2 separate regions of the Anser cygnoides genome follow, and region 1 is linked to region 2. The links are chromatin contacts, called in public Hi-C maps. All regions are on one chromosome and are shown on one strand. The core of a region is the stretch at or near the end of the contact, and the rest is flanking DNA. Distances in the headings are between cores, read along the strand shown.

Region 1 (6,592 bases), core at 442-2,941, 560 kb after region 2:
CGCCACGGGTTAACGCGAAGGAGGAGGTGGAGAGGCTTTTATTTCGCAAATGGCTGGTGCTTTCTGGTGTTGGTACTTGCAGCACCAGTAGCTATCAGTTATTTCTATCTAGAGTTGGCTGAATTGTTCCAGTTTTCGAATTACCAACAATATTAGGAGGTCTGAAATAGTTGATGAAGCTTTGCCTGCCTCCAGTGAACTTGCTTCTGAGGAACATCAGTTGTGAAGGCACGGCTGGCTGTAGCTAGTGAGCGGCTTCCCTAAAACCACGTGCAAAGGGCCCTCACCGTTTGCAGCAGTTTTAATTATTTGATTTCAATCAGCACAAAAGGGAAGGAATGCCTCAGCAGTTAATTATGCAGTTCATTATTATGAAGTAACCCAACCTCCGGCCATTTAAGCTCAGAAGAACTTTACCCAGCCTTTGGCTGATCACCTTGCAGAATGACCTGACTTGCTGTTTTCTAGCAGGTTCTAAGCAGAAGCACTTTGATTTGCAGGCTTGTGTTAAAGAACCTTTTGGTATCAGCCCAACAGAAATCCTACGCGGTCCTCGGGGCTGAAGAAAATGAACAAACATTTCTCAGGAAGGTAATGCTTGAGATCGGTCGTTGTTGACCACAGCACCCCTGCGAGGGTGCTGGGATTTGGTCTGGAGAGGTCTGAGAGCACTGGGGAAGGCAGGGTCGTACCCAAATACTCTGTCGGCGCTGTGGAAGGGAAACCTGACATCTTACCGCGAGCAGAGTAGGTCGTGTGTTGAGACAACGTGCGAGGAAGGAGGTGTGGGCGCCGCGAGGAGAGGTAGATGGGGGCTGAGGCACAGGATAACGTCGGTGTTGGGCTTCCCACCACAAGGAGAAATAAGTTTTCTTTGGTGGGTTTGGTTTCTCTCGTTGCATTTCTTTCTTTTTCTTCTTTTTTTTTTTGGAAGGGGGTTGCTGTTTTTTAAGGGGCCGGAAAGAGCAGAACGTTTGAAGAGGAGTGGGGTGGGAGGTTCGTGCTGGAGGACATTGGCTGGAAGCGGCGGTTCAAATGGCTTTGCTGCCGGTTGCAGGGAAGAACGAGGATGTTTGGAAGAACTGGGACGAAGCTTTGCTGATATTAAACCAATCAGCTGCTGTGTGGAGAAGATGGAGAAGCCTAATTGCCATGAGTGATGAAGGAATTAATTGTAGTAAATAAATGCTGAGCTTGTGCCAAGGATAGAAGCCCGTTTGTGGAAGAAATGTTGACTTTTTAATTGAGTAAGAGCTAGCAGCTGTACAGCAATGTCACTTTGCTGTTCAGTGCCTTCCTGTGCCTGACCCTAAGCTGGTGCTGGTGCCGTGAAGGTGTCCGTAGTGCTGGCGGCCTTGGTGATCACCAAGAGCTTTCTCCTGCATGCTTCAGCGCGTGGTTTTACCACGGAGGTCCTCGGAGGTCGGGGCATTCTCCAGGACCCGGCCCTGGAGGCGCTGCCCTCAGCAGGGAGGAAGCAGGTTTCTCGTGATTTCTGCCCGGTGTCTTTCTCTGAATGCTATTAATAGGTGCTGTGCTAACATTTTTGGGTGGACCTCTTTGCAGAGACACCCAAGGGCGTTGTTGCTTTCTTTAAAAGTGGGTCAAAGATCAAATGGTTTAATCTCTGGTTGTGTTTGCATTTTTTCTAGACTATTTAGTTTGAGTTAGGTACAGGTTTTCTTGCATTGTGCAAGCTGTTTAATTAAAGAAAAAAGCAAATCTTTGAACGCCTGCTAATACTTAATGTTTGAAGGTTTTCTGCTAAGAATTGTGGGTTGGATTACTCGGGCTCAGGTGAGGCAGCAGGGATCTGTGCTGCAGAAGCTGTTTGCAGTGCTTCGTGTAAACGTAAAGTGGAAAGCTCGATGGCTTCAGTGAATATTTAAATATCTGTTCCAGACGGCACTGTTTTAGAGGTGATGATAAGTTTTACAGCAGCAAGAGAACGTGAATAATTTAGTAGTTGTGAGAAACACTCCGTAGCCAATAACTTAGGCTCAGGCGAGGATCTCAGTGAAGTAGTAATTTATTCGCGATTGCAATGGCGGGCGCCCCACAAGCAGGAGAGCGCACCTACTAGTTCCAAAACACAGTTTATATACTTTTTGATGATAGGACCCTCCCCTGTTTCCCCACTGGAGTGGGTAATCCAGGTTCACAATCTATCTGATGCTTCACAGACAATGCCTGGCCTTCAGTTGCCGGCCTGTTTTTGAGATGGTAATGTTTTCTCCCCTTATCTGGCTTGACTTAACATAGTGATTTTCACCTGATTGCTCTAAGGAGTCTGGTTGTCTGCATTTTAAGAGGTCACCTGCTGAGCTTTCTTATCACTGTAAGCATATCTCAATACCACATTCCTTCCTTCTATACAATGTAACACTGCAAAAACAACATTTCTTTTCCCACAATTCCCCCTTTTCTCTTTTTATAATTTGTTGATTTTTGCAAAATTTTTTTCTCTAAGATGTAATTTGGTAGATGTCTTCCTCTTCTTCCCTTTCTTTGCTTTCCATTTCCTCTAATATCATCATCTTATCTGAGTAGGGTGGTGGATCCATGGTCATTTGTTTCAAAAGTGCAGTTTCAATTAACCGCTGGACAAGTCCCCTTACACAGGGGATAATGCAACAACCAATGGCTGTCAAAACTCCTGCTACTACAATCAAGGATGTAAATATGGACACTACCATCCCTTTCCATTTACCAGACCAAGATTCCAACCATCCTGTGATGGAAGTGTCTGCTCCTGAGTTTTCTGCCAATTCATTGGCAAGGGTGGTAAGCCCTTGCAATGCTCTAGTTACTGTGCCATCCGGGGCAGTATTGTTAGGGATAAAAGTACAACAACGGTTGCCCAGCATCACGCACACACCACCTTTCTCCGCAAGAATCATATCTAATGCTATTCTGTTTTCCCAAGCCATTTTGCTGGTGGCATCTAGTTGTTCAGCGATTCCTCTTATCGCATCTCTTGTATAGTTTATGAATCTCTGCTGATTATAATAGATATAATTAATCCAATCCACATTTTTATTAATTGTTACCCACCAGAACAGTGACTCAAACCCTGCAGCAATTTGATTCCTGGCTTTATGTTCATCAGGAACTCCTCTAGGCACCCCTATAGAATCTATGTATACTCTATCATCAAATGATATTCCAAAGCCTCTTTTACTTCTTCTGGGTATCTGTGATGTTTCACTTTCAAATGCCAGGGTGAAGGGTATAGCTAATTGAACAAGTGCACAAGTGCCTCCCCAGTTAGATGGTAGGGTGGACCGTAAGATCTTCCCTCCATAGTACCACCAGAGATCTGCCCTGGGGATCTCAAGTCTGGAGCAGTTTCCCATCAAGTCCTCAGTAGCATTCAAGGTCCTCGTGCACAAGGCAAATTCTCCCAGATGCCAGGTAGCACTCACAGCCTGCCGTGAGAGGCAAGCTGTATGGTTACCTATAGCTGTGGAGAATACAGGGGGAACCCTGATATTGCTATCATGCGAGGAAGGGAATAGTAAAGAGAGAGACTTACAGGCCTCATTTCCCCAGGCAGTCTTTTCTTGGTACAATGCAATCATACATCGCATCCCTCGGGAGTCCTTGGTCCACCCCAGTGGGCAGGGCACTATCTGGGCAATCAGTCATCCCGAGGCACAAGCATAGCAATTGCTATGGTTGAGACTCTGGACAGTATATTTGACCCATTCTATCCAGGCATTCACATCCCCATACCCTGTTTCAATCTCAAATGTTTGAACTGCCGCATTTCAAAGAAGGCCTCCTGTTTTCTCTCCTGTTTTCTCCTTGAGTTTCTCCCTTTCTCTGATGGCAATAGAGGATCGTTTCCATACAGCTATTCTCAATCTGGCTGTTGGGTCTCTACCAGTTATTTGTTCCCTCTGCTCAATTGTCGTTGGGCATTTAAATCTCCACAAGCTAACACCTCACAAGCATCAAACATGGCAGATTGTGGTACATAACCCTCTGTCACATTCACCCATATTTTTATGGGGTATCCCATCTTACTATTATCTGGTCATGCCTTTTCCAAGTTGCCAATTGACCAAGGCTTTCTCTGAGGCCTATAATCACTAAAAACAAAATTAATAATTGATTTTTCCCTGTCATTATTTTTAAACCTTAGGTTTCCAAATAATTATCAATACAAAGAATAAGATATACACTACTACCATAACAAACCCCCCTTGGGAACACTTCAATTCACTATAGGCCAGTCCTTTCTCTCAATCACAAGTCACACTCATTAGTTACCTGTGAAAATAAAAGGTTAGTTTACAATCGCAAGCTCTTATCCCGCTCAGAGTCCACTATGAGATTTTTCTCTTCGATTTCAGCTTCCAACAAGTCTTCTGTAGGAACAGCTTCCCAGGTACTAGGGTCGATGGATGCCTTCACTCGAGTATAGTGAGTCCAACCTTTTTCCGCAGTTCCTATGGCTGTTTCAGTGGTTAGTAGTACTTGGAAGTGTCCTTCCCATTCGGGCCGGAGTTGATCCTTTCCAGGTCTGAATCAGGACCCAATTTCCCACGGGTCCTGAGAAATGACAAAGAAGAGGACAACCCCAGAACACAGTTCTTAAGAAAACTCTCTTGTTTCGAATTGTGGTATCTCATCCCTTCTGCCCAGACAGGGTAATCCGAACAGCATCTCATACGGTGAAATTCCTATATTGTTTCTTGGTGCTGTTTGAACCTGGAGGAGTGCTAAAAGTAAACATTTTACCCAAGGAAGTTGGGTTTTTAACACTAATTTAGTTAATTGCTTCTTTAATGTCTGGTTCATTCGCTTTGCCTTCCCAGAAGAGGAGGGGTGCCAGGGGGTGTGAAAAGCCCACTCAATCTCTAAGGCCTGCATTAACCCTTGCAGTACTTGTGAAGTGAAATTATTTCCTTGATCTGAATCAATGTTTTCAGCTATCCCATATCTAGGGACTATTTGCTCCGGTGATACCTTAGCCACCGTGTTTGCAGTGGCAGATAAGAGGGGAAAGCTTACACCCATCCAGTCACGTGGCCAATTAGGACAAACAAGTACTTAAATCTCCCTCCTTTACGTAACTCAGTAAAGTCTACCTGTATACTTTGTAAAGGTCGAATCCCTGGCTCCCGTCCCCCTCTAGGTTAGTTACAAATGACCTTTTTATTTGCTTTTTGACATATGGTACATCCTCTGCATATTTGCTTCACTAAAGTGTATATTCCTACACAGACATACTTTCTTAGCACAACATCACACATTGCTTGCATCTCCCAATGACTCTCTTGATGTAAAACATCATATTTGCCTCCTTGGTGCTTTATTCAGCATTTCTCTCCCATCAGGGAGTATCCATTTTCCCTCAGGCTTCGTGGCTCCTGATTCCTTACAGAAATCTCTCTTAAAAACTTTTTAGTTCTTTCTTAGTTTTCAACAATTCCCTGAATCCTCTCTGGATTTATTCTCAGTTTTCCCTCAGACATTAGATGCCTTAAATACCTGACTTCTCTTTCTACGTATTGTAATTTATTTTTCAATGCTCCCAAGCCCTGCTTTCCCAGAAAGTTGAATAGCTTGTTAGTAGCTTCCTTCACAACTGTTTTCTCCTGTCCTGACAATAAACGATCATACACATTTTGTAACAGAAATTCCTCCTTGGGAGGTTGGAATTGCTCCAAAATCTGTTCTAGAACTTTGCCCAAATTAATCGGTGGCCCTGTAAACCCCTGAGGTAAAACTGTTCATATGTATTGTTGCTACCGCCCCCACTTCAGAGTCTTTCCAGTCAGAGGTGAATATATCTTTGCTCTCAGGGCCTGAGAGCACTCCATTAATACCACTGTTATTCCAGTCTAACAATTTACTATTTGAATGCCCAATTTCATCATCAAATCCCTTCCCAACAAGTTAGTCCCTGCCTTGGGTACATACAATAATTGCCCAGAGATCATTTTATCCCCTAGTCTCAGCTTGGTACCCCCCAAAGGTGGCACTGTTACCCCAGCCCCTTCTACCCCCATCACTTGTTAGGGTTTCATTAGTTAATTTAATCCCTGATACTTTACAGGCCAGTAATGACCTAGCTGCCCCTGTGTATTGTGTTTGATGGCAAGGTTCGGGAGGGGGCTGCAGTGGCAGCCCCCACGAGGAGAATCCAGAAACCACCCCGTAGCAGATAAGGGACAATTTCATCCCGGCCCCAGAGGGGCCCACCGCTGCCCAGAGCCAAGCCATGAGCAACACAGTCCGTGCCTCTGTGAGAGCACATCCACGAAAACAAACATACAAACAAACAAAAACCTGCTGCTCAACAGCAGCTGGGAGAGCGAGGAGTGAGAAACCTCCCCGCAGACACCAAAGTCAGCACAGACGGAGGGGGTGGAGGCGCTCCAGGTGCCGGAGCCGAAGCCCCCTGCGGCCTGTGGAGAGGCCCCTGGTGGAGCAGGCTGCCCCCCCTGCCCCCCCCTTCTCGATACTTGGGAAACTGACCAAACACCACAGCAAATATACCAAAACTTCTAGACGGTTACTTAGATAATGCCTACATCCTCTTTCCCTGCTCATTCAACTTTCCCAACTCATTCAAAAAACA
Region 2 (6,726 bases), core at 3,458-5,957:
AAACTCCATTGCATCTCCTCCTCATTCCGTAGTGCTCTTGATCCTGTCAGTTTTCTAGATGTGTTTGCAATATGCATTACACAGTGACACCGTATTTGAAGATCAGTGCTGTAAAGCAAAAAAAAAAACACCACCCACATCACTGAAGAGACAGGAAGGAGAGGAAGAACATGGGTGAGCCTTGTCTCAGCTCCCGAATGGTGCCGGAGCAGAGCTTGGCCAAGCATGAGGGACCTGCCTGGACACGACTATCGCAGCAAGGCAAGACCAGGCTCACCGGTTGCAGCACAGCACTGATATGCTGCCAGGTGTCCTCCTGGCCTCAAACTGGTTTCATCTCCGGCTGCCTGCACCAGGTGAGGTGCACCGAGGGGTGTGCGAGAGTCCAGGCAGCTTTGGAGTCGCTGCTTTGCAGAACTGCCTTCCCAACAGCAAGCTACAGACAGTCGTTTTTCTGCCTAAAAACGGTGGGTTTGGGGGCCCCCCTATGGGCTTAGAGGCAGGAGGCACAGGCAGGCCATCCCTCCATATGGTGGCTCAGTTGGATTAAACCTCTCCTCTCCTCCCTCTCATTTTCACCCGCTGTTTTTGCATCACACCTGGAAGCATCCTTCCCACGCTCGCTTTCTGGCTGCACAACCACCTAAATCTAACTGCACAAAGCAACACAAATCCATGGGAATCCATCGCCCACTCCCTACGCCGCTGACCTCCCTCCTTTCGGACCAGTTCCTACACCCAGCACCACCCTCCCCACTCTTTGGAGTGAGTGATGTGCTGCAGGTCGATGTCTTTGTGGGGTTTTTAGTACCCAGACTTCCTGCTCAGGAAGCTGCATTGTTTGCAGGCATGTTAAACCCATTAGGCTTGGGCTTGTTGTTCAGTACAACCTAATAGATGTTTCCATCTCAGTGAGAGTGGCATCTGCAAGCTCTGCAGCAAACAGGGTGAAAGGCTTTACATTATTATTTTTGTATAATTCTATTTTCCCTGACATGAGAAGCAAAGGAGCAGGTATCATAACCTCAGACAAATTAACAAATGTACTGGTCGATGTAAATTTGAGCAAGAAGAAGCTGTCTTAATTGTAGTGCTTATACAGCCCTCAAATGCACTGCACAGGAGAGGTAAATTCAAGAGCGGGACCTGCATGCCTCTGACTTACAAGCTTCTTGGCATCCTCTGCAAAAAGCAATCTCTGCCCTCAGCCCCATCTCAAGAGACAAGATATTGCTACAGCGAAATACAGGATGGGATCAATAAAGTAAATCTGATCATAAATTAAAGCATCCGTGAAAAGCTCCCCCGAACCCCTGGAGAGTTAAGCAGTGCAGGAGCAAAAGCACCCGCCTGTCTCCGGACCTCGGCGTCCGATATTGCCTGTCTCACGGAGCAGCACCGTGATGAATTATTTACAGCCTCTGAGTTTGCTGCTGGAACCTCCCGAAAGATCAAGGGCGACACAGCAGGATGAAACAGGGTGCCAGGGTGGCAAAGATGAGCCCAGATTTCTGGCAATGGGCACGGTCACGGAGCTGTTAACCACCATAGGCTTAATGCCCTTCTTTCCCTGGCTACCTCAATGTCTTTGCAAGTCCACATCACCAAAGATACACTCAGATCTACGTGCAAAGAGGGGATCCTGTGGTCTGTAGAAGTATTTTGGCGGATGCACAGCCAAGTCTGACTCTGTCCCACCATACACACCTTCATCTCACCTTCAGCAAGGTGTCCTACTTGCATTTCCCTATTCCCTTGCAGTGTGTGCTGCCTATTAAACACGGTGAGCCACTGAGACCCCCAAGGGGAAGGAGGCCTGAAATGCTGCAAAGTTTTCCAGCAGTTCAAAATGAGAGAAAGCTATTGCATTTAGAAACTGTTTACCAATAACGACTCTTTAAGAATAAAATGAAACAGAAAAAAACCTTTTTATCTACAAAGGGCAACAACCAGTCCAAAGATGAAGGCAGATAAGACAACTGAAAAACCCAAACTGCTGATAGCAGCGTGCTACGATCCTGCAGGTGGGGGTGGCAGGGAAGGGAGCAGGGAAGGGACAGCAAACACCGGAAGACAAACCCACGTCAGAGTGAGGAGAGGGGAAAGCAAAAAGGGCAAAACCTAGCAGGGTTTGGGTGGTGGGGACTCGCTTCTATCTGGTCTTCAGCCAGCCTGAGCACCCTCCAGGGGCCAGGAAGAGGATGCACAGCCAGGAATTGTTATTGCAGCCCTGCTCCTGGTAGCCCTACACATGTAACCATGGGCTTCTGCACAGGAGCATGCATGGGTAACGTGATGGGAAATGGTGAGAAATAACAAATCTCAGAGTGCCACCCCGTGATTTTGCAGGGGCTGACTCAAAGGCTCTCCCAGAGCAGCCATGGCACAGGACCGGGACCAGCTCCCAGCAAGCTGCTCCAATCTGTAAGACTCAGTTTCCCCAAGAACAAGCCAGGGAACAGATACCACCTCCCTCTATACAGTGCCTTGGGCCCCCAGCCTGCCTGCAGCCACTGTGCTTGGTTTTCATGGTGATGGGAGCAGGGACGGCTCCGGTGCCTCTTGCAGCTGCTGGGGGTGAGTAAGAGCCTTTCCAGAAAAGCATTTTGCAAGGCCTTTTTGCAAGCACCCGTGCCATGTCCGCAGCATTGCAATGAAAGAAACAGCCCCGGGTCTGCTGGAGGAGGCTCTGGCAGATGCTGTGCATGCAGAACACCAGCACCGTTTACAAACACAGCCATCCCACCTATCTCAATTAGTTATCCTGAGCTGTGTTTGCACAACAAGCTATGTTTATATGGTGAGCTTAATGAGTGTCACGTAATGCTGTTTGCGAGCAGGGGATGCTGTCTGGAGGCTGTCTGAAGGAGCCGTGCCTGTGCCTGCAGCTGCTCTCATGCACAGCCCCTGCACACGTTTGCACCCCCAGCACACTGCAGAGCTGCTATCTCAGCCCAGTGAGATATTTATTGTACCAAAGGCTTCTCCGTTGGAGCTCTCAGTGGCACATTTCCCCTTTTCTCCCCCAAATCACGGGAGTGTGAAACTCATTTTCCAGGGAGATTAAACCACTGCAAGGACCCAGGGTGACAGCAGAGGTGGCAGGATCTATCACCACAGATGATGTTGCTGGCCCTCACACGAAGACCTTCAAACCAGCGCTGTGCCTTGACGAAGCAGAAAATTGCTTCCTCATGTGCCTGCAAGTAGACTCGCAAGAAATTTGCTCCTTCCATGAAGCATGCAGGGACTTTCCATGCTCAGCAGCAGGGTTCAGGAGACCAGCGAGGTGCAAGTGTGAGCAGGTCTGATGGGCAGATCCATCAGCTGATAGTCTTCCAGCTTTGAATGAAGGGTTTGTCCTCAGAACCCACAAAATTGCAATTAATTACAGCCTTGCTTGCCCAACACCTCATCACCAGCCCCAGAGACCTGCAGAGTGGTTGTGGAGCCTGCCCAGAGACGTGCTGGGGTCTCCCCCTTGGAGATCTTCAAAAGCCAACGTGGCTCTGGTTGTCCCTCCTCGAGCAGGGCATTGGACCAGAAGGAGCCAGAGGTGCCTCCAACCTCAAGCATTGTGATGCAGGGGGCTGTGGTCGGGGATTAAGCCCCATCTGTACCGAGCTTCCTTAGGTTATCTCATAGACCTCTGCAGCACGGCTTAAGATGTTCCCTCTATCCCCAAACCAACCATTTTTTGACACCAGGGCAGCAGAAGTACCCCCAAACCTCCCAAACACGACTGATTTCTCTGGGAGTTGCACAATGATCCTGGCTGTGACAGCAGGGGACAAGGTCGGTGACACCCCAGTCACGTCCTGCTCCTGGGGACATGACCCTGTCCTAATGCCTTTATTCATAGCGGCACAGCTCTTGTTAGCTGAACGAGGGACAGCATGCACTGGGCTCGGCAGAGCTTCAGTAAATAACGGCAAATGCAACACAGCAAATTAAAGCCCAGCGGGGAGACCAAATGCCAGCAAATATCCCGTTATTTGTCTTCTTACTGCTGAATTTCTAGACAATTTACACTCAGCAGTGGTAAAACAGGAACAGTGTCAGTGTGCTTGTGAGTGTGCCTGTGTTAGACGGGAAGCTGGTTCAGAAAATGTGGGTGGGAAGACGTTTTATAACACAGCATGAGGAAAAGGCATTGTGTACACATCGTCCCCTCCTTGGAACAAGACCGAGGGAGGAAACGGATGTGTGGCTGCGCCCCAAAGCTGCATCCATCTTGCACCACCGAGCTAAAAGAAAGTGAAAATGAGATCAGCCCAGCCCAGTGATTCTTGTAATGGGATGTGTCAGGGGTGACACATGGCAGAGAGCACCCCAGAATCAAAGATAAAAGGAAACGTGTTACTAAGAAGTACAGAATTTAGAAGAACAAACAGAAAATCTGTGCTGAAAGCTGAGACATGACCAGGGGTGCTGAGGGACCAGGCAGGTTCCAGGACCCATCCCCATCCCCCTCTGACCTGAACAGGGTGACACCCAGGTCCCCAGGTTTGTGACAAGGGGATGCTGGAGCCTTTTTGGAGGCTCCTCACCTGCCCCAGCACTGCAAGGCGTGGGGAAGGGCTTGGAGCTCGCCTGGCCGTACCGAAACGGAGACGGGAGTGCTCACCCCACCTCCAGGGAGAAAAGTCCTGACTGCAGTGTGGCACCCTCCATGCCACCCCAAAAGATGCAGGGGGGGTCTGCCTGTTATGGGTGGCTGCTTCTCAGAGAGGATGCGGATATTCCCGCAGCTTGCCAGAGGCAGCACATCACCCCTGCGCAGGGCAGGGACTGTCCCCACGAGACTTTTGTGGTTGTGAGCACCACCGTCACAACCTCAGGACCGAGAGAGTTTCCATTGCGTGGGCTGAGGTGGAACCATCACCTGCGAGAGGGGAAGGCACCGCAGAGCAGAGGGAAGGGAATGCAGAGGCTGCAGCAGGAGAGGGGAGGCCTTGCAGCTGAGATCTCCAACCTCAGCAAATTACATCAACGATGAGGCCATGTGCAATCAGAGCCGCCCCTCGCAGGGTTTCATCTTCAAGGGCTCTGGAGCATCTGGGTCAGGACCCTGCAGCCCCCCGCTGCCACCACGCTCCTGCTGCTTCCCAAGCTCTCCTGCTCCGTGCAAAAACCGAAGCCTCGTTGAGCCTCGCCGCAGCTCCTGCCCTTGCTTATTGCAACCGCCAGCCACGTGAACTCTGCATTTGTTTGTGCTGGCGGTTTTACCGGGGTGAGTGCAGATCAGCTCAAGGACACGCAAGGCAACCACCACACAAGGCTTTTCATGTTTAACTTGTTCCCTGGAAGGTTTTAGGCAGCATGTTGAATAATCGATCCTCTCATCTGGATCGTGCCAGACAGCAAAGATGCTTTGCAGTCCCTTACAGGGAGACAAACAGATGTGGTATGTGCCACAGCACGGTGATGTCTGGTGTCCTGGCTGGGGATTTTCTATTTTAACACCACCTCCTGTGTGCTTAGCAAGGAAACACACCCTCCTCCAAGCAGCTGGAGACCCAAGGGTAGGAGGAAAGACAAGGAGTGAGGTGTGAAAATCCTTTCCCACCAGGGAGCTGCCTTTCCTTCTGCAAACACAGTGCCCGAGTCTGCAGAGAAACACCTGCCGACAGCAGGCTGGAGGAAGGTGATCCCAAGCCAGAGTTTTCCTAATTTGGGTTTTTTAAACCATTTATATATTTCTGATTGAAGCCCTGGACTTCTCTGAGGCTTGGGCAGAAGGAAAGACCGAGAAAAAGGCTGGAGTTTTGCTGAGTATTTACTTCTAAAGAGCTGAGTATTTATTTCTATTTGCAAGGAGCATCTGGAGGAAATGCGTGAAAGCGAGAAAAAGCCAGCATCCAGAGGGGCTCTGGATCTGCCAGATGCAGACAAGTTCCGATGAGAAAACTCGGCTTTTCAAAGGGGAAGCTATTGCAGAAGAAAAAGCTGGAGATGCTGCAAAACCTCACACCTCATATATGCATGAGCATGAGCAAGGGTTCCCTGGAGCAGTCTTCTACGAGCAATCCAGATATCATCTGCTGTGTATTATCTATAACTCCTAAAAGTGACCCCAAAGTGTCCATCACTGGTTGTGGATTTGAAGCCCAATGCTGAGCTGCACGAGGAGCACCTACACGCCAGCTCACTTGCTCCCTACCCCCTGACTTAGCCCGTTCAAGAGAAGCTCCTTTCTCCTTCCAGCTGGTCCCATTCCTCATGGATTAGCCACCAAAGCAAACCCAGCTTCTGGGGAGATTGCAGTAAGAGTGGCTTAGGGGGAATGGCACCGGCCACCCACATGCCAGAGGGATTCATCAGCAGGGAAATGCTGCTACGACAAGAACAGGGAAGTGAGAGTGGAGCTTAGGAGAAGTGAGAAATGTCCTTAGCCAGCAAAAGACAGGCTGAGAGGAGCTGCTTATAAATACCCAGGAGGAAACGCTGTGGGTGATATCATGGGGCAATGATGGGACGAGGAGCAAGGGTTGGAGCAAGGCAGGGCTGGTGGCGAGGGCAGCCCCAGCCCGGTGCAGCAACTGAGTGCTAGAACCAGCCAGGGAAGGGGAAAAAAAAATAATATTTTGGGCAAACTCAAGAAGCAGAGCTCCTCTGGTTCCAGGTGGTGCCAGGCGAGGTTTGGACTGAGCATTTGGGAGAATTTCTTCAAGGAGAGGGTGGTGGAGCACTGGGCCAGGGAGGTGGTGGAGTCCCCATCCCTGG

Evidence for each region. A called contact is a pair of places that touch in the nucleus more often than the background predicts.
Region 1: a Hi-C map of liver shows a contact between it and region 2, with 6 times the contacts expected there. The contact joins two enhancer-like sites. A contact is called at or near these places in 2 of 7 Hi-C or Micro-C datasets (both in liver).

Annotation. Positions count from the first base shown.
Region 1 is chr1:212,132,755-212,139,346 of Taihu_goose_T2T_genome, forward strand. All of the region lies in intron 2 of STIM1 (stromal interaction molecule 1), which reads left to right. Among named protein-coding and RNA genes, the nearest start is that of STIM1, 31 kb to the left of the region's middle. Within about 2 kb of position 1,692, at least 2 of the 3 cell types and tissues checked have open chromatin away from gene starts, as enhancers often do. A contact at or near this core is called in liver, where this site is marked.
Region 2 is chr1:211,573,899-211,580,624 of Taihu_goose_T2T_genome, forward strand. The region is part of intron 1 of SLCO2B1 (solute carrier organic anion transporter family member 2B1); the gene reads right to left. Among named protein-coding and RNA genes, the nearest start is that of SLCO2B1, 6.9 kb to the right of the region's middle. Within about 2 kb of position 4,708, at least 2 of the 3 cell types and tissues checked have open chromatin away from gene starts, as enhancers often do. A contact at or near this core is called in liver, where this site is marked.